Linked DNA regions of Mus musculus: all the other regions are linked to region 5. The links are chromatin contacts, called in public HiChIP or PLAC-seq and promoter capture Hi-C maps. All regions are on one chromosome and are shown on one strand. The core of a region is the stretch at or near the end of the contact, and the rest is flanking DNA. Distances in the headings are between cores, read along the strand shown.

What was found. Promoter capture Hi-C pulls out the DNA fragments that hold promoters and counts their contacts. HiChIP or PLAC-seq counts read pairs in DNA pulled down with a chosen protein or histone mark.
Region 1: a contact with region 5 is called in a promoter capture Hi-C map of pre-B cells, with 5 times the contacts expected there. The contact joins the promoter of Cnnm2 here to the promoter of Kazald1 in region 5. A contact is called at or near these places in 1 of 39 promoter capture datasets (pre-B cells) and 1 of 115 datasets of contacts at active chromatin or transcription factors (pancreatic cancer cells).
Region 2: a contact with region 5 is called in a FOXA1 HiChIP or PLAC-seq map of pancreatic cancer cells. The contact joins the promoter of 2310034G01Rik here to the promoter of Kazald1 in region 5. A contact is called at or near these places in 4 of 39 promoter capture datasets (the C10 cell line, liver and pre-B cells) and 3 of 115 datasets of contacts at active chromatin or transcription factors (embryonic hindbrain, large pre-B cells and pancreatic cancer cells).
Region 3: a promoter capture Hi-C map of pre-B cells shows a contact between it and region 5, with 4 times the contacts expected there. The contact joins the promoter of Borcs7 here to the promoter of Kazald1 in region 5. A contact is called at or near these places in 1 of 39 promoter capture datasets (pre-B cells) and 1 of 115 datasets of contacts at active chromatin or transcription factors (astrocytes).
Region 4: a contact with region 5 is called in a promoter capture Hi-C map of pre-B cells, with 4 times the contacts expected there. The contact joins the promoter of 4833438C02Rik here to the promoter of Kazald1 in region 5. A contact is called at or near these places in 1 of 39 promoter capture datasets (pre-B cells) and 1 of 115 datasets of contacts at active chromatin or transcription factors (regulatory T cell precursor).
Region 6: a promoter capture Hi-C map of pre-B cells shows a contact between it and region 5, with 4 times the contacts expected there. The contact joins the promoter of Trim8 here to the promoter of Kazald1 in region 5. A contact is called at or near these places in 2 of 39 promoter capture datasets (liver and pre-B cells), 1 of 115 datasets of contacts at active chromatin or transcription factors (pancreatic cancer cells) and 1 of 9 other capture datasets (adipose tissue).
Region 7: a contact with region 5 is called in a promoter capture Hi-C map of pre-B cells, with 4 times the contacts expected there. The contact joins the promoter of Sufu here to the promoter of Kazald1 in region 5. A contact is called at or near these places in 5 of 39 promoter capture datasets (the 3T3-L1 cell line, the C10 cell line, liver and 1 more) and 1 of 115 datasets of contacts at active chromatin or transcription factors (large pre-B cells).

The regions. Positions count from the first base shown.
Region 1 is chr19:46,759,547-46,763,752 of GRCm38.p6, forward strand. Cnnm2 (cyclin M2) reads left to right here and starts at 2,063. Exons shown (of 8, transcript NM_033569.3): 1 at 2,063-3,847. The coding sequence starts at 2,227.
Region 2 is chr19:46,346,186-46,350,272 of GRCm38.p6, forward strand. 2310034G01Rik (RIKEN cDNA 2310034G01 gene) reads right to left here and starts at 2,803. Exons shown (of 1, transcript NR_040418.1): 1 at 2,016-2,803.
Region 3 is chr19:46,687,373-46,691,184 of GRCm38.p6, forward strand. Borcs7 (BLOC-1 related complex subunit 7) reads left to right here and starts at 2,534. Exons shown (of 5, transcript NM_025563.3): 1 at 2,534-2,713. The coding sequence starts at 2,576.
Region 4 is chr19:46,303,497-46,307,328 of GRCm38.p6, forward strand. 4833438C02Rik (RIKEN cDNA 4833438C02 gene) reads right to left here and starts at 2,133. Exons shown (of 3, transcript NR_152248.1): 1 at 1,866-2,133; 2 at 1,612-1,695; 3 at 89-1,354. It overlaps Nfkb2 (nuclear factor of kappa light polypeptide gene enhancer in B cells 2, p49/p100), which reads left to right and starts at 2,199. Exons shown (of 22, transcript NM_019408.3): 1 at 2,199-2,528; 2 at 2,787-2,868; 3 at 2,990-3,030; 4 at 3,275-3,373; 5 at 3,446-3,597. The coding sequence starts at 2,508.
Region 5 is chr19:45,074,695-45,078,549 of GRCm38.p6, forward strand. Kazald1 (Kazal-type serine peptidase inhibitor domain 1) reads left to right here and starts at 1,393. Exons shown (of 5, transcript NM_178929.5): 1 at 1,393-1,542; 2 at 1,970-2,519; 3 at 3,602-3,762. The coding sequence starts at 1,988. It overlaps Gm35782 (a long non-coding RNA gene), which reads right to left and starts at 415. Exons shown (of 4, transcript XR_877888.1): 1 at 328-415.
Region 6 is chr19:46,499,767-46,503,973 of GRCm38.p6, forward strand. It overlaps Trim8 (tripartite motif-containing 8), which reads left to right and starts at 1,882. Exons shown (of 6, transcript NM_053100.2): 1 at 1,882-3,247. The coding sequence starts at 2,678.
Region 7 is chr19:46,394,458-46,398,184 of GRCm38.p6, forward strand. Sufu (SUFU negative regulator of hedgehog signaling) reads left to right here and starts at 2,439. Exons shown (of 12, transcript NM_001025391.2): 1 at 2,439-2,827. The coding sequence starts at 2,646. It overlaps Actr1a (ARP1 actin-related protein 1A, centractin alpha), which reads right to left and starts at 1,284. Exons shown (of 11, transcript NM_016860.2): 1 at 1,173-1,284. The coding sequence starts at 1,220.

The sequences.
Region 1 (4,206 bases), core at 813-3,312, 1.7 Mb after region 5:
GAGACCTAAGAATCCCATTTTCTTCATCTAAAGTGATTTTTCCAATATAGCAGTATGAGAATAGGAAGTAGGGGAAAAATCCCCCAGACACCAGAGGGCTAGGACTAGAGTTGACCATTTACTTAAAATAATCAAAGTAAAAGCTTCTTTATTTCTTTAACACTTTTTATATCATGTTTTGAATATCTATAGGTGTGTTCTAGGGTGAACTGATATAACAGTGTACAAAAATTCTAGAGAGGACAGATTATCAACCAAATGAGTAATTTACACATGGTATTAGTAAATGATCTTTGCTTTGAAGAAAAATAAGGGAGAGATGGAGTCTGGTGGCTTTGAGCAAAGCCTTTAAACAGGGCTATGTTGGCATCTGAAAGAAGTTGAGTCCCATCCACAGGACATGGCACATGCGAAGACGCCAGGAAGATCCCCTGGCAGTGACTGAGAAAATGACAGAGCCTGGTTGGGGCAGAGCTTGCAGAACCTTGTAGGCGATGAGAGCACTCTGGCTTTTGTCAGGAGATGAGGAGTTAGGGGAGGGCTCAAATATGGGAGCAATGGGCCCTGGGTTGACAAGTCATTAGTTGGAAGGTCAGGGGAATGGTTGAGGACAAGCATAAAAGAAGACAGAATTGCGGCCGGGCGTGGTGGCGCACGCCTTTAATCCCAGCACTCGGGAGGCAGAGGCAGGCGGATTTCTGAGTTCAAGGTCAGCCTGGTCTACAAAGTGAGCTCCAGGACAGCCAGGGCTATACAGAGAAACCCTGTAAACAACAACAAAACAAAACAAAACAACAAAAAAAAAAAAAAAAAAAAAAGAGAGAATTGCGAGGATACCGCTGAAATGAGCCCAGAAATCACTCGTCCTGGAAATTATAAAAAACACTGTGGGTGTTCACAAAAAAGGAAGAGTATTGTGTTTATGGAATACAAAGTAAGATCAGGAAAAACATTTTAAAACGCGCTTCAGTTGGGAGGCAGAAAGTTCAGTTTGGGAGCTACTGTGCTACCGCATCTAGTCTGATGCAATGGACTTGAGAGTCCTGGTGAGCTGTGCTCCACAATGAATCTTCTCCGGAGCTAACAGCGTTTGACCTGTGCATTTCATAATAAGCTTTCATGGGCCTTCTCAGGTTGCTCTCCCCTTCCTATTTCCCCAAATTGCCTGGGTGCACGTTAAAAAACAAAACAAAACAAAACAAAACAAAACCAAAAATAGGGTCCATCTCATTCTGTGATTATAGCAGGACTACAGGAGAATCCCTGTGATGACAAAGTTTGGGAAGCTGACCACACTTTGAGAGGTTTGTTGAGAGCTAGAAAACAGCAAAGGTCGTCCGTGAGGGCCGGCAGGTGGCGCCACATGATCGTGAGCAGCTGAGGGCTCACAGAGTCACGGAGACCGCAGGTCCTCGGCGTTGCTAGGGCCACCCTGTCACCGCGAATCTCCAGAGGAACCGCATGCAGGGGTAGTGGGCTGGGGGGCTTGACTAGTATCCCGATTTGGTTTTAGGCTATGTGCATCGTAAGCTGTCTCCAGTCCGGCTCTGGTGCTCCCAGGGAAGGAGGGCTCAGCCCATTCTGCGGCGACACGGAGCCCCGTGGAGCCCGCAAGTCCCTGCAGCAAGGACCCGAGGCCTCGCGCCTCAGGGCAGTATTGCAGGGCTGCCAAGCCGCGCGCGAGGATCTACTACAGAGACCCCACAGGGAGCGCCGCACCCGCGGACCGCTCCCTTTCATTGGCCGCCTGGAGGAAGACCACGCCCCCATCCCTACAGCGCTCATCTTTGACTGGCTCTTGCATCCGGGATGGCCACGCCTCCTCCCCGCGCATACACAAGAGTCACGCGCCTTTCAGTTGGAAACTTGGCATGCAGAGGAGGACAGTGGCCCTCATCTCCCCGCCCACCTCCCGTGCCATTGGTGCGGCACGCCGACTGCGACCACGCCCCCATTCCAGCCCCCTGGCTGGGAAGGCGGGCACCCGCTCTTGATTGGCTGGCAGACCTGCCTCTCGCGGGAGAGGCTAGCACGCCCCTCCCTCCGCTCCCTCCTCCCTCGAGCCCGGGGGTTCCTCAGCTGGCTCAGTCCGAATCAGTGTCATTCAGAGAGAAGGACAGCTAAGGGCTGGGCGCGAACGCGCGGTTGCAGTCCTGCTCGGGCGCCGGTGCCTGCGCTCGCGCCGCCGGGTGGGAAGGATGAAGCCTCAGCTGGAGCAGCCACCCTATGATTGGCTGTGGCGCTTGTGAACCCGAAGTAAAGATGGCGGGCGGGCAGGCAGCCGCCGCACTGCCCACTTGGAAGATGGCGGCGCGCCGCAGCCTCAGTGCCCGCGGCCGGGGGGTCCTGCAAGCAGCTGCGGGCCGGCTGCTGCCGCTGCTACTGCTGAGCTGCTGCTGGGGAGCGGGCGGCTGCACAGCGGCCGGCGAGAACGAGGAGACCGTGATCATCGGGCTGCGGCTGGAGGATACGAACGACGTGTCGTTCATGGAAGGGGGTGCTCTGCGGGTGAGCGAGCGGACCCGGGTCAAGCTGCGGGTGTACGGGCAGAACATCAACAACGAGACGTGGTCCCGCATCGCCTTCACTGAGCACGAGCGGCGCCGGCACACACCCAGCGAGCGTGGGCTGGGGGGCCCCGCGCCTCCGGAGCCGGACAGCGGCCCCCAGCGCTGCGGCATCCGCACCTCAGACATCATCATCTTGCCCCACATCATTCTCAATCGCCGCACATCGGGCATCATCGAGATCGAGATTAAACCGCTGCGCAAGATGGAGAAGAGCAAGTCTTATTACCTGTGCACGTCTCTCTCCACGCCCGCACTAGGCGCCGGCGGCTCCGGGTCTGCGAGTGGCACCGTCGGGGGCAAGGGTGGCGCGGGGGTGGCCGGACTCCCGCCTCCTCCGTGGGCCGAGACCACCTGGATTTACCACGACGGTGAGGACACCAAGATGATAGTGGGCGAGGAGAAGAAGTTCTTGCTGCCCTTCTGGCTGCAAGTGATCTTCATCTCGCTGCTGCTGTGCCTGTCGGGCATGTTCAGCGGCCTCAACCTGGGGCTCATGGCTCTGGACCCGATGGAGCTGCGCATCGTGCAAAACTGCGGCACGGAGAAAGAGAAGAATTATGCCAAGCGCATCGAGCCGGTGCGCAGGCAGGGCAACTACCTGCTGTGCTCGCTGCTGCTGGGCAACGTACTGGTCAACACCACGCTCACCATCCTGCTGGACGACATTGCGGGCTCAGGCCTTGTGGCGGTGGTGGTCTCCACCATTGGCATCGTCATCTTCGGAGAAATCGTGCCCCAAGCCATCTGCTCCCGACACGGCCTGGCGGTAGGGGCCAACACCATCTTCCTCACCAAGTTTTTCATGATGATGACATTCCCCGCTTCTTATCCGGTTAGCAAACTGCTGGACTGCGTCCTGGGCCAGGAGATAGGCACGGTCTATAACCGGGAAAAACTGCTGGAGATGCTCCGGGTTACTGACCCCTATAACGACCTCGTTAAGGAAGAGCTGAACATCATCCAAGGGGCGCTGGAGCTCCGCACCAAGACGGTGGAGGACGTGATGACTCCCCTCAGGGACTGCTTCATGATAACCGGCGAGGCTATCCTGGACTTCAACACCATGTCGGAGATCATGGAGAGTGGCTACACTCGAATCCCGGTGTTCGAGGGAGAACGTTCCAACATCGTGGACCTGCTCTTTGTCAAAGACTTGGCCTTCGTGGATCCGGATGACTGTACTCCCTTGAAAACCATCACCAAGTTTTACAATCACCCTTTGCACTTCGTTTTCAACGACACCAAGTTGGACGCTATGCTGGAAGAATTTAAGAAAGGTGGGCAATTTTGCTTTTTTTTTTTTTTTTTTTTTAAATTGGCTTGCTCTTTCTGTCTCCGTCCTCCTCCCTCCTTGAACCCTCTACCCCTGAGACCAACCCCCCAAGGAGAGTTGACCGGATTTTCTCCCTTTCTTAATTGCAAATTTGAAAGGATGGCATGGACTTGGGGACGGATTGAACTCGTGAGCACTTCTAGGTTTAAAAGCCCAAAACTGCCATTACTTTTTCACACCATCAAAAAACAGGCTTTGTAATTCCAGTGTTTGAAATTTGACCCTCTAGGGGCCATCTACTTCATTCATTCATTGTAGGTGAAAGAAAGTACAGACCGGCTCGCTTACATCTGATCACAGACA
Region 2 (4,087 bases), core at 1,553-4,052, 1.3 Mb after region 5:
TTGTTTTTTCTTTCTTTTTTTTTTTTCTTTTCAAGACAGATTTCTCTGTGTAGCCCTGACTGTCCTGGAACTCACTCTCTAGACCAGGCTGGCCTTGAACTTAGAGATCTGCCTCTGCCTAATGAATGCTGGCATCAAAGGTGTGCCATACCTGGCTTTATGCCAGAGAGTTTTTGTTTTTGTTTTTACATTTTACTTCTTTCGTTTATTTAATGTGTGTACATGAGTCCCGATAGGACCTGAATTCCAACCTCAACACCCACATAAAAAGCTGGGCACAATGATACATGGTTGTGACCACTGGATGTGGGAAGAGGAAGAGGAAGAGGAAGAGGAAGGAGATGGTTCCCTCTGGTGCTAGCCTGTCAGCAAGCCCCAGGTCCCTAGCAGAAACCTTGTGTCAAAAGCCAAGGTGGGCTGAGGAGTGGGCCCTGTAACTGATGGTTCATAGCACATAATAGTGCTCTTCCATAGGTGACTCACAACCTAGTCTAACTCCAGAGGGGATCTAACAACACCTCTGTCTCCTTAGGCATCCTCAGACACCTACAATCTACACTCACGTGCACACACAATCCACAGACACACAAACATATCATTAAAAATAAAAACATTAATTATTTTTGTTTGTTTGTTTATTTCTCCAGGCAGGGTTTCTCTGCCCTGAAACTTGCTCTGTAGACCAGGCTAGCCTGGAACTCACAGAGATCTGCTGTCTTTGCCTCCTGAGTGCTGGGATTAAAGACGTGTGTCATTACCATTTAACATAAAATTAAATCTTAATAAGGTCAATGCTGGTGGTGTGTACCTGTGCACAAAGGAACATGCACACACATGCAGAGAGTGGTGAGATGAAGGGGGGTATATTAACTAATTAAATCAACACTTAAGCATTACAAAATATTACAAAATGTAAAATCGTACACACACACACACACACACACACACACACACACAGGGTCTGGCTCTGTATCCTCCCTCCTAACTCTGATTCCCAAGTCCTAGGGTTAAGGGATGCTCTACTAAGCCCATCAACAACACTACATTGAAATACTGAAAATTTCAGCTGTATTTATGGAAAAAAAAAAAAAAAAGACTAGTCAGATGTGATACCCATGTATGACCCCTGTAGGCTTGAGAGGGCAAACCTACTCCATCTTGGGACTGGCCTCCATCTTAAAGAAAAAAAAAAAAAAAGCCTGAGAACTTGACCTACAGCAGAACCCAAGCTACTCCCAAGTACCAGGAAGGACCCCACAGCTTGTCCTTAGCCCATACCCCAGAGTTACCGCTCCCTAGCTACTTCTTAGCAACAGTTAACCAAAGATTAATATGATTATTTCAAATGTACTTTCAGACCTTTGGTCTTGTTTCAGAACACCCACCTGTCAGCTTACAATAGACATTCAGTTAGATATTGCCAGGTTTGGGACACTCTCACCTACTCCCATTTCCTATAAAACCTTGTCCTGCTGAGGGTTCCAGGCTGCTCTGCCTTCTCTTCCTGTCCTGCTGTAAGGGTTGGGTTGGGGGAGAACCCAAGCCCAAGCTTGTAATAAAGAGATAAGAGCCCCAAGTGCTATTACATCAGAAACGGCTCCTAGGTGGTCTTTGGGAGTTCGTGAATGCTTTCTGGCACAACAGGCTCGGGCAGGAGTATTGCAACCAGTTTGAGGTCAGTCAGTAAAATAGCAAGACCTTTATCTGAAAATTAATTAATTAAAGATTTAACATAAACTGGGAATAAAGGCTAAGCATGGTGGTGCACACCTTTAATCCCAGCACTTGGGAGGCAGAGGCAGGCAGATTTCTGAGTTCGAGGCCAGCCAGGTCCACACAGTGAGTTCCAGGACAGTTAGGGCTACACAGAGAAACCCTGTCTCGAAAAAACCAAAAAAAAAAAAAAAAAAAAAAAAAAAAAAAGACAGCCTGGTCTAGAGAGTTAGTTCCAGGACAGCCAGGGGTAGAGAGAGAAACCCTGTCTGGAAAAAACAAAAGAACGAAAACGAATGACATTCCTTTGAACACCTAACTTTATGTGTTTTACAGATGTGATAGCTAAGGGGTTCAGAAAGGCTAAGGACGACACACGGCTAGAAAAATGTCAGAACTAGCTCTAAACCTAGCTTACAGGAGACATTTCCCACACTCCAGAACTATCATAGGCCTTCAGATGACGTTTGGATAGTAAGTCCAGGCAGGCGATTCTAGAAGATTGTCCACTGCATACTGTAGAGCTGCTGCTTAAGAGCAGGCCCAGGGGTCAGGCTACATACAGAGTAAAGACTTTAATCACACAGATGGCAAAATGCCCGCTTCTTTATCTTGTATTGGATGCTGGACGTCGCTCATTTATTTACTTCCGTTTCCAAGCTGGGAATTGCTTGGCTCCCTCAGCTTTGTAAAGAGGGGAGTTGTGGTGCAAGGGAGAGAAAAAGGCGAGTGGGACCCACACGGAGGGCTAAGAAGGGAGAGAGATGCTGCTTTCGCTTCAAGACCCTCTGGACCGAACACCTTTCTCTCCCAGCACGGTTCAGCAATAACTCCAGGGAAATCAAAAGCAGGGACGGCGAGCGGGGATCGACAGACTCGCAGGCGCGCTGAGATGCTCATCTTGGTCCTTGCTTTTTCTTGAGGCGGCCACGCTGCACCGCCTCCGGAGCGGCCGGGCTGTCCCCGCTGTCCCCATCGTCGCCACTGGCTGGCTTGCGCATTACGTGCCGGGCCACCTTGTATTCGGGCTCGCCCACACGCGGCACAGCCCGCACCAAGAACTGGCCGCCGCGCTTGGTGACGCGCACGTCGGTGCGTGGGTAGGTGCCGTAGACGCGCCGCAAGTCGCGGCGCACGGCGTCCGGCAGCGGTAGGGGCGGACCCCGCATGCGCTCCACGCGGCCCCAGCGCAGTTGCAGCTGCAGGCTGCTGCCCTCCGGCCACGCAGCGTCGCGCCCGGGCTGGGATGGCGCGGACACGGCGGAGGCGGGGAACGACGAGCCGGGGGCCGCGGCATCCGGCGGTGGGAAGGCCCACCAGGGCAGCGTGGAAGAGGCCAGGGCCGCGCCTGCACCATGGAAGCAGTGGAGTTCTCGCGGGGCCGTGCTCAGGCCCACCGGCCGGCTGCAGAAGTTGTGGGTCTGGATAGGTGGCAGCAGCAGAGGGGCGGGCAGGTAGGTGTAGGTGAGAGTCTGCAGCCGAGGCCAGACGCCCTCCCTGGGCGGCAGGCAGACGTAAGAATACATGACCTAGAACTCAGATGGCGGGCATTTTTACTGGGTCCAGACCTGTGATGGATGGGTATGGATATATAATTCATAATAAGCACGTGTCACTGGTCCCCCAGCTCTTGCCTGAGTTTCGTGTGACTGCCTGATGGCTTTGAGAAACCTTTCCTGGGTCAGGGGTTCTGCTCCCCTCCTCCTCATCAGATATTCCCGGGCCGGGGATGTAGGTCTGTCAATACAGAAACAGACATGCACAAACACCTGTGTTCGGTCCCCAGCACCACATAAGCGGGTGTGGTAGATCCTGCCTGTAATCCCATGACTCCTAGAGTAGAGGCAGCAAGACCAGGCCTTCAGGTCATCCTGTTTCAGAACAGCCTGGGCTACAGGAGACCCTAACAATCTGTTCGCATTCCTTTTAGGCTCCGCCCCACAGTTACCTGGCAACAGCCAGGTATGCCTGACTCATTATAAAAGGGACTGCTTGCCCCTCTCCTCACTGTCTTGCTGGCTCTGTGGATCTCTTCCCATTCCCCTCTCCCTCTCCCCATTCCTCCCTCTCCCCATCTCTCCCCCCCCCCGCCTTTATCTCCCTCAACTCCCCTCCCCATGCTCTATATATGGCTGGTACCTCTGGGGGAAGGGATGCCATAGCATGGGCCCACCATACCGCTCCTCTCCCAAACATATCCCTGGCTTCATATATATATGTATGGCACGACACAGTTGCTCTCCAGGCTTCTGAGCCCCCAGCCCTTGTTATCTTTCCCCTTGTAACCATCCATTCACTTGCCTCCTTCAGCCTCATGGGATTGTTCTCCAGTCTTTGGGAGAGGCAGAACCGTCCAGAATAAAGCTTCTTCCCA
Region 3 (3,812 bases), core at 1,284-3,783, 1.6 Mb after region 5:
TGTCCAGAGGCTAACCCTAGCTACATAATCCCTTAGAGATGTGTCCAGCGGTTGACCTAATCTAGTTAAAACTTCATATACAAATCAGAGGCTAACCTGATTTAGGTAATCCCTTGCAGCCAAGTTAGGCTTATCTTCTAGGTAATTCTAGGCCCTGTCCAATTGACAATGCTAACCATCACAGTTGCCAAGGAACCTTTCTTTCTTCCAGTAAATGAGAGCATTTACCTATGATTACAGTGGCTATCGTAAGACCACGGGACACAACTGTGGTACCCGGAAGTTAAGACACATTTTAATGATCTTATTTGTTAGAGTCCTAGAAAACTGCAGGTTTATAGCTGGGAAAGGAGAAAGTCCACAGCTGTAATAAATTTAGGCTTTAAACATGGCTTATTGGGATTTTAACATTTTTATCTGAAATAACTCTGTTGTCATGATGCATGATTTTAAACACACACCACTCAGGAGGAAAGGGCAGGTAGATCTCTGTAAGCTGGAGGCTAGCCTGAGCTACATACTTGTCTTAAAAACTAACGAAGAGACATCTTATTCAGCGGTACTAACAATAGCCTGGGAGAATTAAAATATGAAGTTAGTGTTAAGCTATGACATTAAAGCCAGCAAGTTAGTAATACTAGATAAAGGACTGTGCATAACGAGGTAAATCATGTGTCAAGTTTTTTAAAAAGAATAAACAGTAGCTGGAAAGATGGCTCAATGGATAAGAGCAAACATTGCTGTTGCAGAAGCCCAGAGTTTGATTCCCAGCACCCAACCCTTTATGAATAGCTTGCAACCACCTGAGCTCCAGGGTATCTGATGCTGCCTTGGGACCTCTGAGGGCACCTGCAGGCATGTGCACAAACCACTCCCCCTCCCCCAACACACACATAAAAATGCACACAAGTAAAAATAAATTGCCAGGTGGTGGTGGCAAATGCCTTTAATCCTAACACTTAAGAGGCAGAGGCAAGAGGATCTCTATGAGTTCAAGGCCAGCCTGGTCTAGAGAGTGAGTTCCAGGATAGCCAGGGCTACATAGAGAGACTCTGTTTTGAACATAAATAAATAAAAGTAAAAAATTGAAGATGGAGACATGACTCAGTGGTTAAGAGCACTGACAGCTCTTCTAGAGGTCCTGGGTTCACTTTCTTGCACCCACACTGGAGAGCTCACATAGGTCTGTAACTTTGATTGCACAGATCAAACACCCTCTTCTGGCCTTCAAAGGCACACGCGTCCACATGGTACACAAACAGATAGGCAGGCACATACTTATAAATAAAATAAAAATAAGAAATAAACTATAAGTAAACAAATGTACAGAAAGCAGAGCTGACCTACAGTAAAATTTTGTTTGAATTTTTTTTCTTTTTCCTCTTTTTTAAAGATTTATTTATTTTATTTAGGTGAGTACACGGTAGCTGCCTTCAGATGCACCAGAAGAGGACATCAGATCCCATTACAGATGGTTGTGAGCCACCATGTGGTTGCTGGGAATTGAACTCAGGACCTCTGGAAGTGCAGTCAGTGAGCCATCCTCCAGCCCAAGAATTTTCTTGGATGAACTTTTTTTTTTTAACCAACCTCTACAGACTCTCAATTTAGGATTTTCAAGTTCCTATTGCTATCCACTTCTTTCAGAGGTCCCAGTGTACATCATTTGACTCCATTGCTTTGGGATTATGGCACCACAGTGCACCATGTGGTGGAGGGTTGTTCACTCCAAGGTCGGGATGGAAAGAGAGACAAAAAGGGACCAGGATCACAATATCCCTTCAAAGGGTATACTCCAGGGACCTAACATCATAGTAGGACTTGCTTCCAAAGTAATTATAAGCAGAGTTTTAATTAAAAGGCTATTCATAAATACAAACTACTAATGATTAAAAAAAAAAAAAAAAGCCAGGTGGTGGTGGCACACATAGATGGATCTCCGTGAGTTTGAGGCCAGCCTAGTCTACAGTCAGGACTACACAGAGAAACCCTGTCTTGAAAACACATACGCACACACACACAGAATTTAATGATGTTGACATTTCTTTACCTTAGTCATTTGAATTTCATTTTCTTTGGCCTGTGCCCTTTGCTAATTTCAATAAAATATGTTAGAATTGAACAGGGTCTCTATTTTATTTTATAGATATTTTATTTTATAGATGTGGTCTCATGTATCACAGGTCGGCCTCCACTTGCTATACAGCCAAGAAAGACCCTGAACTTCTGACAGAGTTGTATTAATGTGCCTAGGTAACGCAGTGCTGGCCCTAAAACAGATAACAGAAGACACAGGGGTTGAGTAATTTGTAGCCACATCACTCCTTGGGATGCTATCCAGATCTTCTGACTCTAAACTAGAGATTCACCTAAATTATATTCTATCCCCTCCAGGGTAGCCTGCCTAAACGGTATCCTCCTTCCATGTCCATCAACTGAACATTTTAAGTAATTTTAGTAAGCAGTTTGAGCTAAGCGCATGCGGTCCTTCCTCTTCGCACGATTGGACGGTTGCGTCTCTTTTGGCCCCAGGGACTCGCCGTCGTCCGGCTGCGGGTGATCGCTAGTTGAGGTGATGGCGACTGGGACGCCGGATTCGCAAGCCCGATTTGGTCAGTCCGTGAAGGGGCTTCTCACGGAGAAGGTGAACACCTGTGGCACCGATGTAATCGCGCTCACCAAGCAGGTGCTGAAAGGCTCGCGGAGCTCCGAGGTGAGCGGGGCGTGGGCTCCCCGGGCCCAGTCCTCCTCCCAGCGCTGGCTCCGGGAGAGGCGGCGCATTGCATCCTGGGGAGTGTAGGCTTTTGGCCCAGGCGCGTGTTGCATTCTGGGTGAGTTTCTTCAGTTTAGGTTGAATGCTTGTAGTTGGAAGAGATGATGGGTGGGAAGGGGAGAAGCACAGGCGGGCAGATGAGCTGCGGCTCCTACACAGTGCCTGTTTGTGTTCATGGGCGTCTGTAGTGAACATCAGTCGCTTTTCGAATCTCGGCTTGGCGATGGCCTCAACTTCCAAGATTTCTTACACCTCTCTCTTTGTGGGTTTATTCTTTATATTTCTGGCCAAGCTCTTCACTGTTTCCTAGACAAGCTTTTTCTTTTGCCCTACCATCTCCTCCCCCTTTCTCCATCCTCCATCCGATTCTATGAATGGAATGATTTGATGACACGTACACGCTGCTTGTTGAGGTCGTTATCTGCCCTAGAGAAACCGTGTGCCCACACAAAGACACGTACATGTTCATACACTTTTCCTCATGAGACAACTCACACGCTCATGGACAGGTAAACGGGCATATGAGATGCAATGACCTCGTCTTTGGTATGTATTTACTAATGGAAAATTAAACGTATGGCGGTGCCTAATGGGCACACCTTAGTCTGAGCTCTCAAGAGACCTGGGATACAGAAGGGACTGCTTAGAAAACTTCCAATTTCACCTTCCTTAGTAACCCCTACCTTAGTAACCCTTCGGCAAGTGGTTACCGTTTCCAACTTAGTTTTCATAGGAACGGCACCTGCTTTCCTATGTAGTTGCAATAATGACACACTATGTTCTCAGGCCTTTGGATCTGTGCATGGATGTTCACAACATCTGACTTATATTACTTTAAACCTGCAGTGTAGCAAGAGCTGGCTTTCACTGACAGTGGCTGCAAAACAAAATAAAAATCCCATTACAAGAAGTGCTCGCCCTTACTGTATAACAGCTGTTGACATTGCTGACCTGATGATCTCTGGTGACATGTTTTGCATGTGGTCCCATCTGACACGTTGCTTTTAGGAATCTGTGTCAGGGGAAAGTTTGAAGAAAT
Region 4 (3,832 bases), core at 883-3,382, 1.2 Mb after region 5:
AGAGGCCCAGAAAGAGCCCATGGCAGCGACTCTTGTCCTGACCTTGTCAGTGGAGGTATGCAGGGGGAAGGCAGCGAAATGTCATTTTCAGGGAGACTTTCTAAAATGATTTTATTTCTTATTTGTCACCACGTGGGTTTGGGGTTTGGGGGATGAGTAGTCAAGAATTGAAGGGTGTGCACCTGAATTCGGTCTCCCAGAAGGCGAGGAGAGAGCCAGGGGACCCTGGTGTGATCGTTTCGGACACTTGTGAGCCGTCCCACGTGGATCCTGGAAGAATCTTCCTGGATGCAGGAAGAGCAGGAGTGCTTCGGCGCTGAGAGGTCTCCAGAGCCTCCCACCCACTTTATGATGGTAACAGCTGGCCCTCACCCATGCAAAGCACACCGCTGGCAATTTTCCACAGAAGAGGAAGTTTGAAAGGCACTTTGGACAGATTTGCGTGCATGTGTGTTGAGACAGGGTGGTGTGAAACTTAGGATCTGTCTTGGTTTCAAGAAAGCTGGGACTGCAGGTGAATTTCGCCACGCCCAGTTGGATGCCTTTCAAGTCAAATAGTTGGGACATCTGTGGTGGATGAACGAGGCCTAAGACTCCCAGGCAAACATCTTTCTTCTCTTCCTTCTTCTTTTCTTCCCCCAGCACATTGATTCTCCAACGAGTCATCCTAAAAGCCTTGGCCCTTGTGAACCCGCCACTTACAGAATAAACATCAGTTGTCTCTTCCTGAAGCCCGGAAACTAAGACAGTTGACCCCAGAGTTTCCTTGCGGCTCCAGAAAGGCCGCTAGATGGCGATCTGGAGCTGACCGCAAGATCTGACTCCTTCCTCTTCCCCTTCCCAGCTAGGAGGTCCCTCTCTGGGAGGGTTACTGGAGTGTTGGGACTGACCCGGTTTCCTGTGTCTCAGAGATAGCCAACCTCTGGGCACAGCAAGAGCCAAGTGGCCCACTGGACTCCGTAACGGTCCCGGGCAAGCCTGGAAGAGTGCAGAGATCTGAGCCGCGCCCTGCGCTGGGTCCGTCGTCCCGCCTCGCTGGTCCCTAGCAGAACTGGAGCTGGGTGACACCCCGCGGCCAGTCCTGGGCGAGCCTTCCCCGAAAGGGGCGCGCCTGCGTTGCTCCGGGTTGGCTACAAGAGTCCTGGAGTTAAACTTTCAACCAATAAAAAAGGGCATGGGGAGTGACGCACGGGATCGTCACGGGAATTCCCCCCCTCGGGGGGCCGAAAGGGGCTTTCCCGGCTGGAGCCCTTTGGCTGGAGAGGAGCAACGACCGGTCCGGGGAAGGGCTCGGAAAGAAGTCGGAACCAGAGCCGCCACCACGGTGAGTGGCCGGGTTCAGATCCCTGAGTGTCTAGGGAATGGAGAGGGAGGGAAGGAGGACTTTAGATGACAGGCTGGGGCTGGACGCCACCTCCAGTGAGCGCGCACAGGAACAGGACACTTTGCTACACATCAGCGACACGTCTGCCTGCCCTTAGCTTGCCTGTGCACAGCCGGCCGGTGTGAGCCCCGCACACGCACTCACAGCGCACCCGTGCACCGGCGCCTGCGCACGGACATCCAGACGTGCACGGACGTGTGCCCACACTGGGCAGTACAAGGACTCACCTGTGTGGATGAACGTTCACTTGCACGTGCCATGATGCCACCACTCACCCGGCACACAAGACATTAGGGCTGAAACGCATATTCCTGCAACGGACACATGCGCGTTACACTGGCTTTGGGATTGGAGTCGCCAGGGAGGGCGGGATGCTCCCGTTTGACCGGCCACCGGGAGCAGGTGCAGCGGGAGAATCCGGGAAGCTAAGACGGAATCGCTAGAGACCGTGGAGGGGGAAACTCCTCCCCCCCACACACACCCTGAGGCCCGAATCATATTCTCTGGTCAGAGCCCCGGAGGCCCCACTGGAAGAACCCCCGCCTACGGGCCATTCGGAAAAGGGGCCTCCGACGGCAGGAATGTCCCCACAAAAGCCCCTGGGTGAATCAGCCGTGTCCTCCACGCTGGCTGAAAATCCCAAGTTTGCTCCAGGCTGCGGAGAGGGGGCGAGGCGGCTAGGCCCCGACTGAGCCCCAGGGGCTACAGAGGCTGCCCGGGAACCAGGAACCGCCTGGGCCTCCCGCCCCTCCCGCTGCGGGGGCGTGGCCCCGGCGTCATTTCCAGGCCCGCCCCCTCCGGCTCCGCCTCCCCCTGGTATTTTCGGGACTTTCCTAAGCAGCACTAACTTTCTGCCCCTTTCCCGGGCCAGCCCCGCTCCGGATCTCGACCTCCACCGGATCTTACCCGCCACGCCCGGACGGGCGGCTGGAGGAGATCGGACCCTCCCCCAGATCTGAGCCCCCCTCCCCTACCCATCCCTCTCCCCCTGCCCACCCCTATCCTGATATCTTTCACTCTTCCCCCTCCCACGCCTCTCTTCACCTTAGGCGGGCGTCCGAAACTCTGGAAAGCTGAACCGGGGCCCGAAGCCGCAAGACACAGCAGGGCCTAGCCCAGAGATATGGACAATTGCTACGATCCAGTGAGTCACACTGCCTGACCCTGAGGGCGGCGGGTGCCCTCTGTGTCTGCTTGTCAATTGGACGCTCCTCCACTCCCCTACTTCTGCACTGTCTTCAAATTGTCTTAGTCTGCCAGTCTGTGCTGTCTGCAAACCCTGCCCAGAAATGAGCTTCCTCATAGCTTGAGGAGGAGTCCAGGGAGTGACTGCAGAGGGCTTGGGAGGGGGTGGTTGGGGGGACCCTTGATTCAGCTGCCACCTTCTCTGTCTATAACGCAGGGCCTGGATGGCATCCCCGAATATGATGATTTTGAATTCAGCCCCTCCATCGTGGAGCCTAAGGATCCAGCCCCTGAGACAGGTCAGTAAGTCTTTGGCCTCGCAGTATCTCAGAACCTAGAGGAGAGTGAGCATGTCCCCTGGAGGCCCCACTGAGGGATGGTCTCAGAGATCCTGGCTCAGCAAGGCCCCTCTATTTCCAGCTGATGGCCCCTATCTGGTGATTGTGGAACAGCCCAAACAGGTGAGTGAGTGACAGAGAGTGGTGGCTTCACCTTTGGGGAAAAGGTGGGGCGGGGGGGGGGAGGGTAGTTATACCTACTGATCAGATTAAATAGCTTGCTGCTGATATGTTGGGGGCTTATGAGAAGGAGGTACACTTTTGGTCACTGTGGTCAGTGATGGCTAGTGGTTGCCTTGTGGGGATGACGGGGGGGGGGGGGGGGTTGCCTCTCCTGATCACAATGTCTCTGCTATGGAACCTTCAGCGAGGCTTCAGATTTCGATATGGCTGTGAAGGCCCCTCCCATGGAGGTTTGCCAGGTGCCTCCAGTGAGAAGGGCCGGAAGACCTATCCTACTGTCAAGGTGAGCTCAGATGACACCGGAGGGTAGGGATGGTGTATGGGGCAACTACTGACTATCCTTTGCCATTCTCAGATCTGTAACTATGAGGGACCGGCCAAGATTGAGGTGGACCTGGTGACACACAGTGACCCACCTCGTGCGCATGCCCACAGTCTGGTGGGCAAGCAGTGTTCAGAGTTGGGAGTGTGCGCTGTGTCTGTAGGACCCAAGGACATGACTGCTCAGTAGGTGGCCCTGGCCCCTGGCCCCCAGTGGGATGCTCATTGCCTGCCAGCCTTAGGTCTCATCTCAGGCCACCTGTGTGACTAGCACACAAAGTGGGAAGATTTACTTTGGCCCAGGAACCTCAGAGCTCAACTATAAAGAGCAGTTTCCTTGGAGAACAGAGCCAGGATGAGCCTGACCATGGGGGGTGGAGCGTGGGGGTGGAGGTGCCTCAGGAGGAAAGAGCCTCATGGT
Region 5 (3,855 bases), core at 143-2,642:
CACCGCCCCCAGTTACAGCTAGGGACCTCCCCTAGAGTGTCTCCATTCCTCCACCAGGCAAGCCCTCCTCGCGCCTTTTCCAAAACATCCTGCAATTCTCGCTTCACTTCTGCTCCCAGGCCAACAGTTAACGCGTCCTCCAACCAAGGGATTGCCTAGCACCACCATCGGAATCTGCCTGCCCTCGTTCTTTCCTGGCTTAAAAGCCGCGGGCTTTTCCTTTTCTAGCTTGCCGTTGGGATTCTCGCGACAATCCCGAAACCTCGCGTGAAATTCGCTTCCCGTCTCCTCGGAGTTTGGGATTGCCTGTGTACAGCTCTCTTCTACCTTGTCGGAACCCCTCTGATCAGAGGCAGCGTCTCTGCTGACTGAACGCTCCTTTGAGGAGGGCTCGGCCAAAGTCAGAACTGCGCGGTGACTGCAGTGCTTCTTCCTCGCAGGGTAGAGCGGAGCCGCCGCAGGCCGCGGACGCACGCGCAGTCAGAACCTCTGACGCCTTCTGGGCGGGGCCTATATAAGCCCCACCCTTCCCTTGCCTAAAAGCCCGGTTTCCTTCTGCTCCTCCTCCTCCTAGGAGCTTGGATTGCGGTTTTTGGAAGCTGTTTGGGGGCCGGCGGGGGCGGGGCCTGCCATTCTCGGGGTGGTGGGCGGGCCTCCGGGGATGCTTTGCTTCCTGCCCCTAACCCAAAAGTGCCACCGTGGCGTTGGCGGAGGTCTCCAGACTGAACACTTTTGGCCCCGACATGCTCGAATTTTGCAACCTGTAATCCGGAGCCCAGAGACGCCCTATGGGGAGTCACCCGCCGGCCTTGCTGCGGCCGCTAGTCAGTTCCGACCTCTAATCACCAGGCTCCTCCGCGGGTTCAAGCACCTGCCCTATATTGGGAGGGAGGTAGCCAGATGTGGATGGCAGCTGGAAAAGCTTATAGTCTAGTCTGCGCCCCAGTGGAGAGACTGGGTGAACACAGCTGCAAACCGTGCCCAGAGGAAGCTGGCCCCGAGCCTGGCCTCCAGAAACGCCCATAGTGTTGAAGTCAATTTTACATTGAGTAAAATTTCTTAGCCTTTCCTTCTTTCTATATTGTAGCTGTTTGCCGCTCTCCAGACCTAAATCAGATGAGACAGGACCTGAGGCTCAGCCAACAGTTTGAGCTCCTCGGCCATTCCACCCCTATTCTCTTCTCATAGCCTTTGCTTTCCCAGTGGCGGCGTCTGGTTACGCGGCTCTGTACACTCATTGTGACTTTGGGCTAGGGTCGAAGTGAAAGGCCCAGGAGGGTCCTTGTGAGACTGGATAAAATTATCGGCCTCGGGGCCAGGGAAGAAGGCGGGTATTCGACATCTGGGGGCGGGGAGAAGAGGCGGAGGAGTTTCTCTTTGAATCTTAAGTCTGTGGGCTGCCAGCGATCCCCTGACAGAAGCAGGGGTGGCCTGCGGGTCTGGCTGGCCGTGCATGCGACTCTTCGTTCCCTACCGTTTTTTTTTTTTTTTTTTTTTTAGGTTGGAAATCCCAGCTGTTAAGGGCCTAGTCCAAGGCACTAGGTGAGTCGCTGGTATGTCCCCAGCACCATCACCCCAACCTGAAGTTTTTACATCAAGTGTAGTTTTATCTATCTCTGGGGCAAAGATGCATCAGAGTTGGGTGGTTTCTGGAGGTGATGCTGGTGTGTGTGTGCGCGCGCGCGTGCATATATGTATGCATGTGTGTGTGTGTATACGCGTATGTCTGTGTATGGGTGTGTGCATCCCTGCATGGGTGTTAGTGATCATTCCCCGATACACTCTCTCTTTATTCCCTAGTCCCCAAGACCAGCTTAATCAATTACCAACTGGCATAAACCCCTGGGAATCACCAGGCTTCTTTGTTAGGGCTTCTAGTTGGCTACAGGGTAGCAGAGGATAGAATCAAGCTTTTATACAGCCTTGACTTTATCTCTGACCTCCAGACCTGGCTTCCCTCTCCTGGCAGGGTGCCACCTACGCGCCGATGCCCCGAGTGTTCACAGGGCTTCCAGCTAACTATGCTGCACCTACCTTGGCGCTGTCCTTGCTACTACCATTATTGCTGGTGGTGTGGACCCAGCTACCCGTTAGCGCGAGGCCGTCCACAGGCCCCGATTACCTGCGGCGAGGCTGGCTGCGGCTGCTAGCCGAGGGCGAGGGTTGTGCTCCCTGCCGGCCAGAAGAGTGCGCTGCGCCGCGGGGATGCCTAGCAGGCCGGGTGCGGGATGCGTGCGGCTGCTGCTGGGAATGCGCAAACCTGGAGGGCCAGCTCTGCGATCTGGACCCCAGCGCTAACTTCTACGGGCGCTGCGGCGAGCAGCTCGAGTGCAGGCTGGACGCGGGCGGTGACCTGAGTCGAGGAGAGGTGCCGGAGCCGCTGTGTGTCTGCCGCTCGCAGCGCCCGCTCTGTGGTTCGGACGGCCGAACCTACGCGCAGATCTGTCGCCTGCAGGAGGCCGCCCGCGCTCGGCTGGACGCTAACCTCACTGTGGTGCATCCGGGGCCCTGCGAATCGGGTACGCAAGTCCAGGGCTTTTAGTACCAGGAACCCTGGCTCCCCAAAGGCACTACTCCCGGATCCCCGACAGCGTTGCTCTGTGGTCAGCAGAATGAATAGTTGAGGGAGACCATGAGCCTCAAAGGCTGCCAACTAAAAAGCAGGTTGAGATTTGTTGCCAGGTTTGAGGTGCCTAAGAGCTCTATCCAGGCAGGTCCTTGCAGGGACTGGCCTCCGAAGGAACAGGCACATAGCCAATAGCTGGGTCTGAACTGAAAGGACCCCCCTTCACCCAAAACTTTGCGTAGACTGCTGGAGCCCTGTGAGATGCATCCTGTTAACCCTGGCTCCCGCCTATCAGTTTTCTCACGCATTTAGGAATTAGAGAAGGGAAGATAGCTTCTTGCCTCTCTTGTCCCTCATCCTTTGGGTTGGGGTTGGGGATGTTCAAGCTTGTGGTTTTCGTTTGGCCACCCACACTTCCTCAGCTTTTACCTACTCTATAGTCTGGCTAGGCTGGAGTTGCAGTGGAAATAAATGCACTAGCAGGGGCGGGGGGGGGGGTCCCAACAGTTTTCTGCCGTGCAACAAGGAGGTTTCAGGTTCCCCTGCTGCGGTGTTTTTCCCACCTCCTCCCTCTCGGAGCCCAGATCCTGTCGTATTCTCACGACATTTGGAATGTGGCTGCTCTTCAAGCCTTTGGGAACTGGGCCTAGTTAGAAAAGGGGGAAGGAGGGAGGGAGGTGTTGGTTACACGACCCGCAGGAAAGGGGCCCTTGGGTAGAATGAGGGCAGCGGAGCAGTCCAGGACAGAGCATGTTTATCTAGCTAAGCTGTGGGTCTGTAGGCAACGTCTGTGTAATGGACACTGCTCTCTGTGCCTGTGCACCTCCGAACTTGGCTGTTGTGCCCTTGTGTGCATCCCCCCTACTTTTGTACGTCTCCTGGCTTGTGGCATATTTTGTTTGCAGATGCATGTTGCCCTTGGCATGCTTTGTGTCCCGCTCCCAACATATCCACATCAATTTGTAAATTGTGTCCTCCCCGAGCTGGATACAGCCTCCTGTTCTCAAGCCTCATATTTCCATCCCCCTGCCCCAGAGCCCCAGATCCTGTCGCAGCCTCACAATATTTGGAATGTGACCGGACAGGATGTGATCTTTGGCTGTGAGGTGTTTGCCTACCCCATGGCCTCGATTGAGTGGAGGAAAGATGGCTTGGACATCCAGCTGCCGGGGGATGACCCTCATATCTCTGTGCAGGTAGGGGACAGGGAGCAGGGGCATACTCCTTGAAAAAACAAAAACAAAAACAAAAAAACAGGACTTCTGCAGATGACCTTGCTGACAGCAAGG
Region 6 (4,207 bases), core at 632-3,131, 1.4 Mb after region 5:
TTGCCGTTTTAAGGAGCTGGGCTAGAGCCCCTCCCTCATCACCCAATGTTTAATGTACCGAAGTTAGTGCAAGTCACGTGAGAGCACGAAGTTCGCCACGCCTCAAAGAGGAGGGGTCTCGCCTTAGGGACCAATAGCCTAAGCCGTTTCAGGAACAGCCCTAATTCCAGACAGGGGAAAGGGGCGGGGCCAAGAATCAAAGCATCTGTAACAGCACTTCCGGAAAGTACGCCCCTCCCCTCCCCCCTCCCCGTTTATTTCGCTCGTACCGGGTGGGCTGAGCCAGCGGGTGCTGATTAAAGGCGCCGCCTGCCGCTTTCTCCTCGCCTCCCCCCCCCAACGCCCGTCTCCCCGCCCCCTTTCCGAGTAGCGGGACCAGCCTTGATGTAGGGACACCCCTTCCCCCCTCCTCTTCTATCGCCCTTATCCGGGAGCCCCGAGCGCCGCAATCCTCCTGCCTTCTCCCGCCCCCATCTTGCCCTCTTCACTCTGCTTCGAACCCATTGTATGCGGGGCAGCTGCGAACCGGGGCCGGAGACAGTGTGCCCAGTGTGCCCCGTCAGTGGGTCCCGCGGGCCGAGGCTCTCCCCCACCCGTGCTGCTCCAGGCAGAGGCGAGAGAGGCCCTTCCTCGCTGCGCTGGTGGCGGGGACCGGCGGGCCGCACCCCCAACCCCAGCGTGAGCCCCTAGTGTCCCTTCTTAGAGGGAAGAAAGCGGAGAGACCTGAGACAGAAAAAAAGCAGCTTCTAACTGCCCGGCCCGCTGATCATTTTTATTATCGAGATTATTATTAAAAGGGGGCGGGACCCCAGGATGCGGAGAAGGGGGCCAGAGACGCAGCTATTTCTATTAAACAGATTATTCTTGAAATAATACACGCAAGATGGCTGAAGGTGGCTGTGATGAGTGTTCGGGCTGGGGGGTGGTTTCTTCCTCTCCCCCCTTTTTTTTTCTTTTTTCTTTCTTTTTTTTTTCTTTTTTTTTTTTTTTTTTTTTGATCTAAGGATAAAGCTCTGAAGCGACAGCCGCAGCGGAGACCCTGCCCGGAGTGCCCGCCCTCCCCTCACTTGAGAAGCTGCGGGAGGACAAACGGACCCACGGACAGAGCGACGGGCGCGGGCCCGCCCCGGACGCGTCTCCCGGGCAGCGCTGGGGGCAGCAGGCGCTCGTCGTTCTGCCGACTTCTTCCAATTTTAATCTTTTTAAAAGATTTTTTTTTTTTTTTTGGAAAGGATCGGGATGGGTGGAGCAGAGGTAGAGAGAAATCAAGACTTGGCATTTTTCTCCTTCTCTCTCTCCTAATTTGTTGGAGACCACCAGCCCTCCCCTTGGAGGAAAAAAAAAATCCCACCAAAGGGAGGGTGGAAAAGCGAGCTACAGGACCCTCAAGCGCGCGCCCGGACCCCCAGTCCCCACCGCGGCCGCTGGGAGCTCAAGATGGCTGGGCGCTGAGGACGCACCCGGCCCGGCTGGCTCGGCCTGGCCCCGCCGCCGCCGCCGCAGGCTGGCTCCGACCGCAGCCCGGAGCCTTCCAGGCCGGAGCAGAGGCCGAGAAGAAAAGAAAGTGGGGGGGAGGGGTGGGGTGGGGGGGCGAAGGGGGAGGGCCGGGCGGGGGGAGGGGAGGGCCGGGAGCCGAGCCTCCTGTTCATTAGCAGTTGAGAAAAATTCCTTTCTAGTTTGATCAATCCTTGTTTTCCTCAGCGCAGGCGAGGCGCCCGCCCAGTGCGGGGACAGGGAGTGGGGTCTCTCCGCGGCGGGGGCGCCCTGCGCGGGGCCTCCAGGGAGCGCAGAAGTAGCGACGAGGGGGTCAGGCCGGAGCACCTCCCGGGCTTCTCCCTCCCTCCCTCCCTCCCTCCCTCCCTCCCTCCCTCTCTGGTTGCCTTTTTTTTTTTTTTTTTTTTTCCACTTCTCTCCCTCCCCCTTCCGTTTCTATTTGTGAAGGGAGGAGGAAGGCAGAGGCGGGCTGGTGTCTCTGGCCGGGGACTGGAATTTCATCTGAATGACTGCCCCAGCGCGCACGCAGCGCCCCGGAGTCGGCCCGCCCGCGCCCTGCCACCCGCAGCCGGCCGGCCAGCTGGGGGACGCCTGCGCCACGGCCCGGGGACCGCTGGCGCGCCTTGCTCGCCGGCTCCGGCTCTAGCCAGCCTCGGCGCGGCCGAACTAGCTTCCCGTGCCCCCTCGGACCTCGGCCGGGATCCAGGCGAGGAAGGCGCGGCTCGCACCAGCCAGAAGGTAGCCACTGTCGCCGCCAAAGGAAGAGTGCGGCTCCCCCGCTCGGTGCGCCGCGGGGCGCGCCCCGATGTCAGCCGCGGGGCCGAGCGCAGGCCGTGGGCCGCCGCTGCCCTAGCCGCGCTGCCCCGGAGGCGGCCTGTTATATGGAATTTGGACCACAGCGCTCTCCTCCAGGGCTGGTGCCCGGGCCGCGGCCCTGGCGCAGCCCGCCGCCTCCCGCTAGCCACTCGCCAGGAGGAGGAGACGCAGCCGGCGGCGCGCGCGGCGCGAGGACCCAGGCTCCCTCCTCTGGGGGGCGGGCACGCGGAAGGCGCTGGTGACTGAGCGACTGGCGCGGCCGGCGGGGACCGGAGCTCCGGGCTCGGTGGGTCCCCAGCTGTACCAGACGGATCCCCAGGGTTGGGGACTTAGAGAGGTCTACCCGGGCCCCCTGCCCGCAGCCGCCATGGCGGAGAATTGGAAGAACTGCTTTGAGGAGGAGCTCATCTGCCCCATCTGCCTGCACGTTTTCGTGGAACCGGTGCAGCTGCCATGCAAACATAACTTCTGCCGGGGCTGCATCGGCGAGGCTTGGGCCAAGGACAGTGGCCTTGTGCGCTGCCCGGAGTGCAACCAGGCCTACAATCAGAAGCCGGGCCTGGAGAAGAACCTGAAGCTCACCAACATCGTGGAGAAGTTCAACGCCCTGCACGTGGAGAAGCCGCCGACGGCACTGCACTGCGTGTTCTGTCGCCGCGGCCCCCCGCTGCCGGCACAGAAGGTCTGCCTGCGCTGCGAGGCTCCCTGCTGCCAGTCTCACGTGCAGACGCACCTGCAGCAGCCCTCCACCGCCCGCGGGCACCTCCTGGTGGAGGCGGACGACGTGCGGGCCTGGAGCTGCCCGCAGCACAACGCCTACCGCCTGTACCACTGCGAGGCCGAGCAGGTGGCTGTGTGCCAGTACTGCTGCTACTACAGCGGCGCGCATCAGGGACACTCGGTGTGTGACGTGGAGATACGGAGGAATGAGATACGGGCAAGTACACTGAACGCGTGCGAACACACGCACACGCACACACACACACACACACGACTTGGGAGCCACCCATCCGCACAAGCTGACTCTCGTGACATTAGCCTAGAGGCCCTCTTCCAAACTCTTCCGTAAAAGTTTGGGGGGCAAGGTCCTGGGGGAAAGGCCCTGGCTGCTGGATGCATTCTCGCACCTGCGCCCTTAAGATCTCTCCTTCAGTCATTTATGGAATTGGGGGGAGGCTGTTAGAAGTAGTTTGGAGTGTTGCTTTTCTGTTTTGCGCAGTTTCCCCCCCCCGCCCCCCGCATTGTTTCTGTAAGCTCTACGGGAAGTCACCAAGGCAGTGACCCCGGTCCTGCTTCTCCAGCTGCTGTTTATGTAATGAGTGTCCTGGTGCCGCTGCTGTGGCTGACATGATCCATGATGCTGGCATACCAATGAGGAAGTAAACAAAGCAGCCATGTTAGTTTTCAGCTCTACTGGAAACACTCTGGGGGTTGGGGGGAGCTTCCGGAGATAGAGAAGAACTCTGGCATCTAGCTGGGCAAGGCCTGGGTGTCCAGAGGAGTCCCCGACTGTCGGCTCTTCTAATCCGTCCTAGTAGACGCTCCCCAGGCTAAAGCTGCTCTCTCTATACTTGAATGCTGCCTGCGCCTGGCATGAACAAACCTTAAAGTATGTGACTTCTTCACCCTGGGCTCTTTCCTCCCAGCCCTGCCCTCTTACACGGCCCTCCCACATTTAGGGAGGGGACGGGGAAGACGGAAAAAGAGTCCTGTGGGTTTAAGGTTGAGCCGCGTTGAAATCTGGTTTCAGGCAGCTGGCTCCCCTGGGCTGCCGGCTGGGTGATTACGAACCGCACCCCCTCCCATTGTATACACCCTACTGCAGCAGCCAATGTCAAAACCGCCTTCCCCCTCTTAGGCCTCTGGGCCTGGCTAGGGAACTGGAGTGGGGCATACT
Region 7 (3,727 bases), core at 1,189-3,688, 1.3 Mb after region 5:
GGCCGGAACATCACAGTGACTCTGAAAAGGTCAGCCTAGGTCAGAGGGAACTGGTAGTTTGCCTCAGGGGAGGGACCCAGAAAGTAGGAAGATTCTAACCAGTGTGGGAGGGACCAAACCTTTGAGTGAAACTCAGAAATTAAGACAAATGTCCCTCCTCATAAAAGCAATACTTAAGTTCTTTCTATTTGTCTTTATCGATGCATGTGTGGAGCGGTGCTTAGCAAAGGATTGCCATTTAGATAAGGCGATGAAGTTGTGGGGCACCATTGCTGTATGACCTTGGTCACCTCCACCTTCCGTGTTCGTACTGTGAAAAGAGGGGCAAACTTCCTCCTTAACCATTCACTTTTTGGGAGGCTTCGACTTGCATGTTGGTGCAAAGCGTCCTGGAAACGCTAGCGCACCTGACAACCACTGTGTCTGATAATCCCCCTGCCTCTCACCTGGGCACTGCAAACATCAAAGCATCTCGCCTGCTTTGTCACCCCCCTTTCTTCTTTACCTTGACTAACTATAATTTATAATCACAAAAATAACTGAAATCCCATGGCCATTTCTGGTACCGGTTTGTCCGGCCCCACCCAGATACAGTTCACTAAATTGCCCCTCCAGCTCACACCCAAGGAAACTGTCCTTTTTCACCGGTGGACCAGCCATCGCCTTCCGCACCCTGAGTTGCCGAGCCAATCCCTACAGCTCTACTGCACGGCACCGCCCCTTACAGAAGGGAAACACTATGGCGACCGGAAGAGCGACAAGCGCCGGAGCCAATGACTGCGGAGTGCTGTTCTAATCCGGCAAGGCCCAAAGGCGGGACCAATAGGCTAAGATAGACAGCAAGAGTAGCCAATTGAGTGATGGAAAACCAGAGCGAAGGCGGGTGTCGGGCTCTAAGAGAACGGTTAAGGCCCCCTGAGCCAAGGGTCCACGGACCCTTCCCGGGCTACAGCTCTTTCCTTTGTCTACCCTCAAATTCTCCATTACACGGATGTTGGCTGGCCGCCCTGCCTTCAAACTATGGATGTGAGGAGGACGCGGGCGGCGGCAGCTGAACCCGCCTGACAGGCCGAGCCAGTGACAAAGAGCTGGCGGCCTAGGCTGAAACCGCGGAAACAATCCTTCCTGGAGGAGAACACAGTCCCTTTAAAGATAGGAAAGATGCTACTCACGTTGTCGATCACAACAGGCTGGTTGGCGATCACATCGTAGGACTCCATGGCAGAGGAATCTTTCCCTCCGAGGAAGGAACTGCCAGCCCGGTCCGCAGCAAACGCCACTGACACGCATGCGCAGTCTAGTCGCCGGTACTGGGCATCCAGGGAGCCGCCCGACCTCGCCTCGGAGGAACTACAATCCCCAGCATTCTTTGCCCCAGGGCTTGCGCTCCAAACCGGGTCCCAGCCCGATCGGATTTAGGAGATTGGACAGTGTATTTCCTACACATGGTGGGGTCTGTAGTGTTTGTAGATTAAAGAGCCACAGTGTTGATGATTATCTTGCATGACTGGATTTGAGATCCCTTCGAAGGGGTTTCCAGTACACTCTTAAATTTTGGAGTCTGAAGTACTTGTGAGTAGTTGGGTTTGGATTTGTCAGTACTTCAGGGGCGGTTGAATTTTACAGAGTAGTTCTATCTCTCAGCCATTCCTTCACTTGGGCAATACAAACCATTAATAAACATCTGTCGCTCAGTGGTAGAATGCTTGCCCAACACATATCCCAGCAGCACCGGGAGTGGTGCTGGAAGCCTTTAATCCCACCTCTTTCGAGGCTAGTCTGGTTTACAGAGTTCCAGGACAGCGAGGGGCTATAGAGAAAAACCCTGTCCCGAAAAACAAAAAAATGAAACAAAAAGCAAAACAAGACAAAACCCATGAAGCAAAAGCCAATGGAGGTTATAAAAAAATACCTGTACGTTGGATGCCACAAAACCACGGGCCTAAAATATCATCTAAAGGTTTAGAAATTGTTTTATTATTTTTCTTGACCTTGATGGATGACAACATCCAGGCGAAGAGAAAGAATAGGTAAATTTTTTTTAAAACAGCCAGGCATTTTCCCCAGGCACATTTCGAGTTACCCTTTTTGTCAATAGTTCCAAGAAATATTAGAGTTGTAACATTAATAATAATGACATACTGTCTAATGAATTAGTTGTCAAGCTTATCTTAAAATTGTGTATTAGTAAAACAATATTAAGCGCTTCTTAGTAGTTGTGTAGAGCTTTCATAGGACCCTGGCGCCTCAAGGTACCAAGTCTCTGTTCTAAACTGGGTTCCTCCTAACACTAGGGGGAGGCCAAGATCCTTGGGACGCTCCCAACCCAGGGGCAGGGAGGCGGAGTCTATTGTCAAGTCACGCCTTCCCCACTTGTGACTGGCAAAGACACTAGCCAATAGGTGTCAGGAAAGGGCACGCTGACGCCCCGCCCCTTGGAGCTCCCCGCGGTCCCACAGCATCCTCTGGCCGACGTCTTGAAGGCTCCGGCTTGGGCGGACGGAGCCTCGTGCGCAGGCGCGGAGTTAGACCTCGCCGTAGCCCCCATCGCCTCGGGGAGTCTCATCCACAGTGGGTCCGCTGGCCCATAGGGGCGCTTTCCCTCCTCTACCCTCCCGGGTTCTCCGCGCGCCCTACGCGCCCCAATGGCGGAGCTGCGGCCTAGCGTCGCCCCCGGTCCCGCCGCGCCCCCGGCCTCTGGCCCTAGTGCCCCTCCGGCCTTTGCTTCACTCTTTCCCCCGGGACTGCACGCCATCTACGGAGAGTGTCGCCGCCTCTACCCTGACCAGCCGAACCCGCTCCAGGTTACCGCTATCGTCAAGTACTGGTATGCTCTGGGCCTCGGGAGGACGGGGTCCGGCCGGGAAAGCTTCGAACACCCGGGACGAAGTAATTTGCAGAAGGGGGAGGAAGAAAACGGTTTAAGTACTGGGGAACCAGGAGCTTCCTGGTGCTGTGGAAGGAGTTAGGACAGAAGTTGGGAATGGGGACAAAGGGTTAATGGATCCCTTGAGTAGTGAGGGGTTAACCCGGATTAGGACAACCGAGAACTGGGGGTGTATACAGAAGCGGAGGGGGGACTGTAAGAGCGAACTGTAAACGTGGAGAAAGGAGGGGGCGCCTGTGGTGGGTCATTAGTGGGCTTGGGGGAGCCAGGGGGCGGCTGGGGTGGGATGGGGGGGGGAGTGAGGCGGGGCCTGGAGAGCATTTGAGAGGGCTTTGGAGGGCACAAGACCGCGTAGTCTAGGGCGGTCCGGGAACCAGGACGCCCCTGTGGGTTAGGAGGGAGCAAGATGAGGGCATTGTGCCTTTGATGAGGGAAGAGTTGAGGAGAGGCCTTCTTTCAGTCTTCTTTCGGGACCTTCCCGAGCGCAGGAGCTTCTGTCATTCAGTGCGAAGCTGTTGCTCTTGAAGTTTGACAGAGCAGCTCTTCCAGATAAACTTTTTGCTTACTCTGCACAGTTCTCTTTCTCTCTGCAGAGCTTGCTTCTGGCTTTGCAGCTGCTTTAGCTTTAGGACGTTAGTTAAGAACAGGTTTCGGGAGAGCCAAGCATTAGCTCGGGATTGAAGGGGATCATAGCTCGCCACCAGGTGCGTGACAGAGACCTGAGTGGGCAGGAGGAATGAAGAAGCGCATTCTGTCTTGTCTTCGTGATTTCAGCCGAAGTTTAAAGATGCCCTGTAAAAGATCAGTTTCCAAATGGGCTGGCTGTCTTTGGGGGTAGAA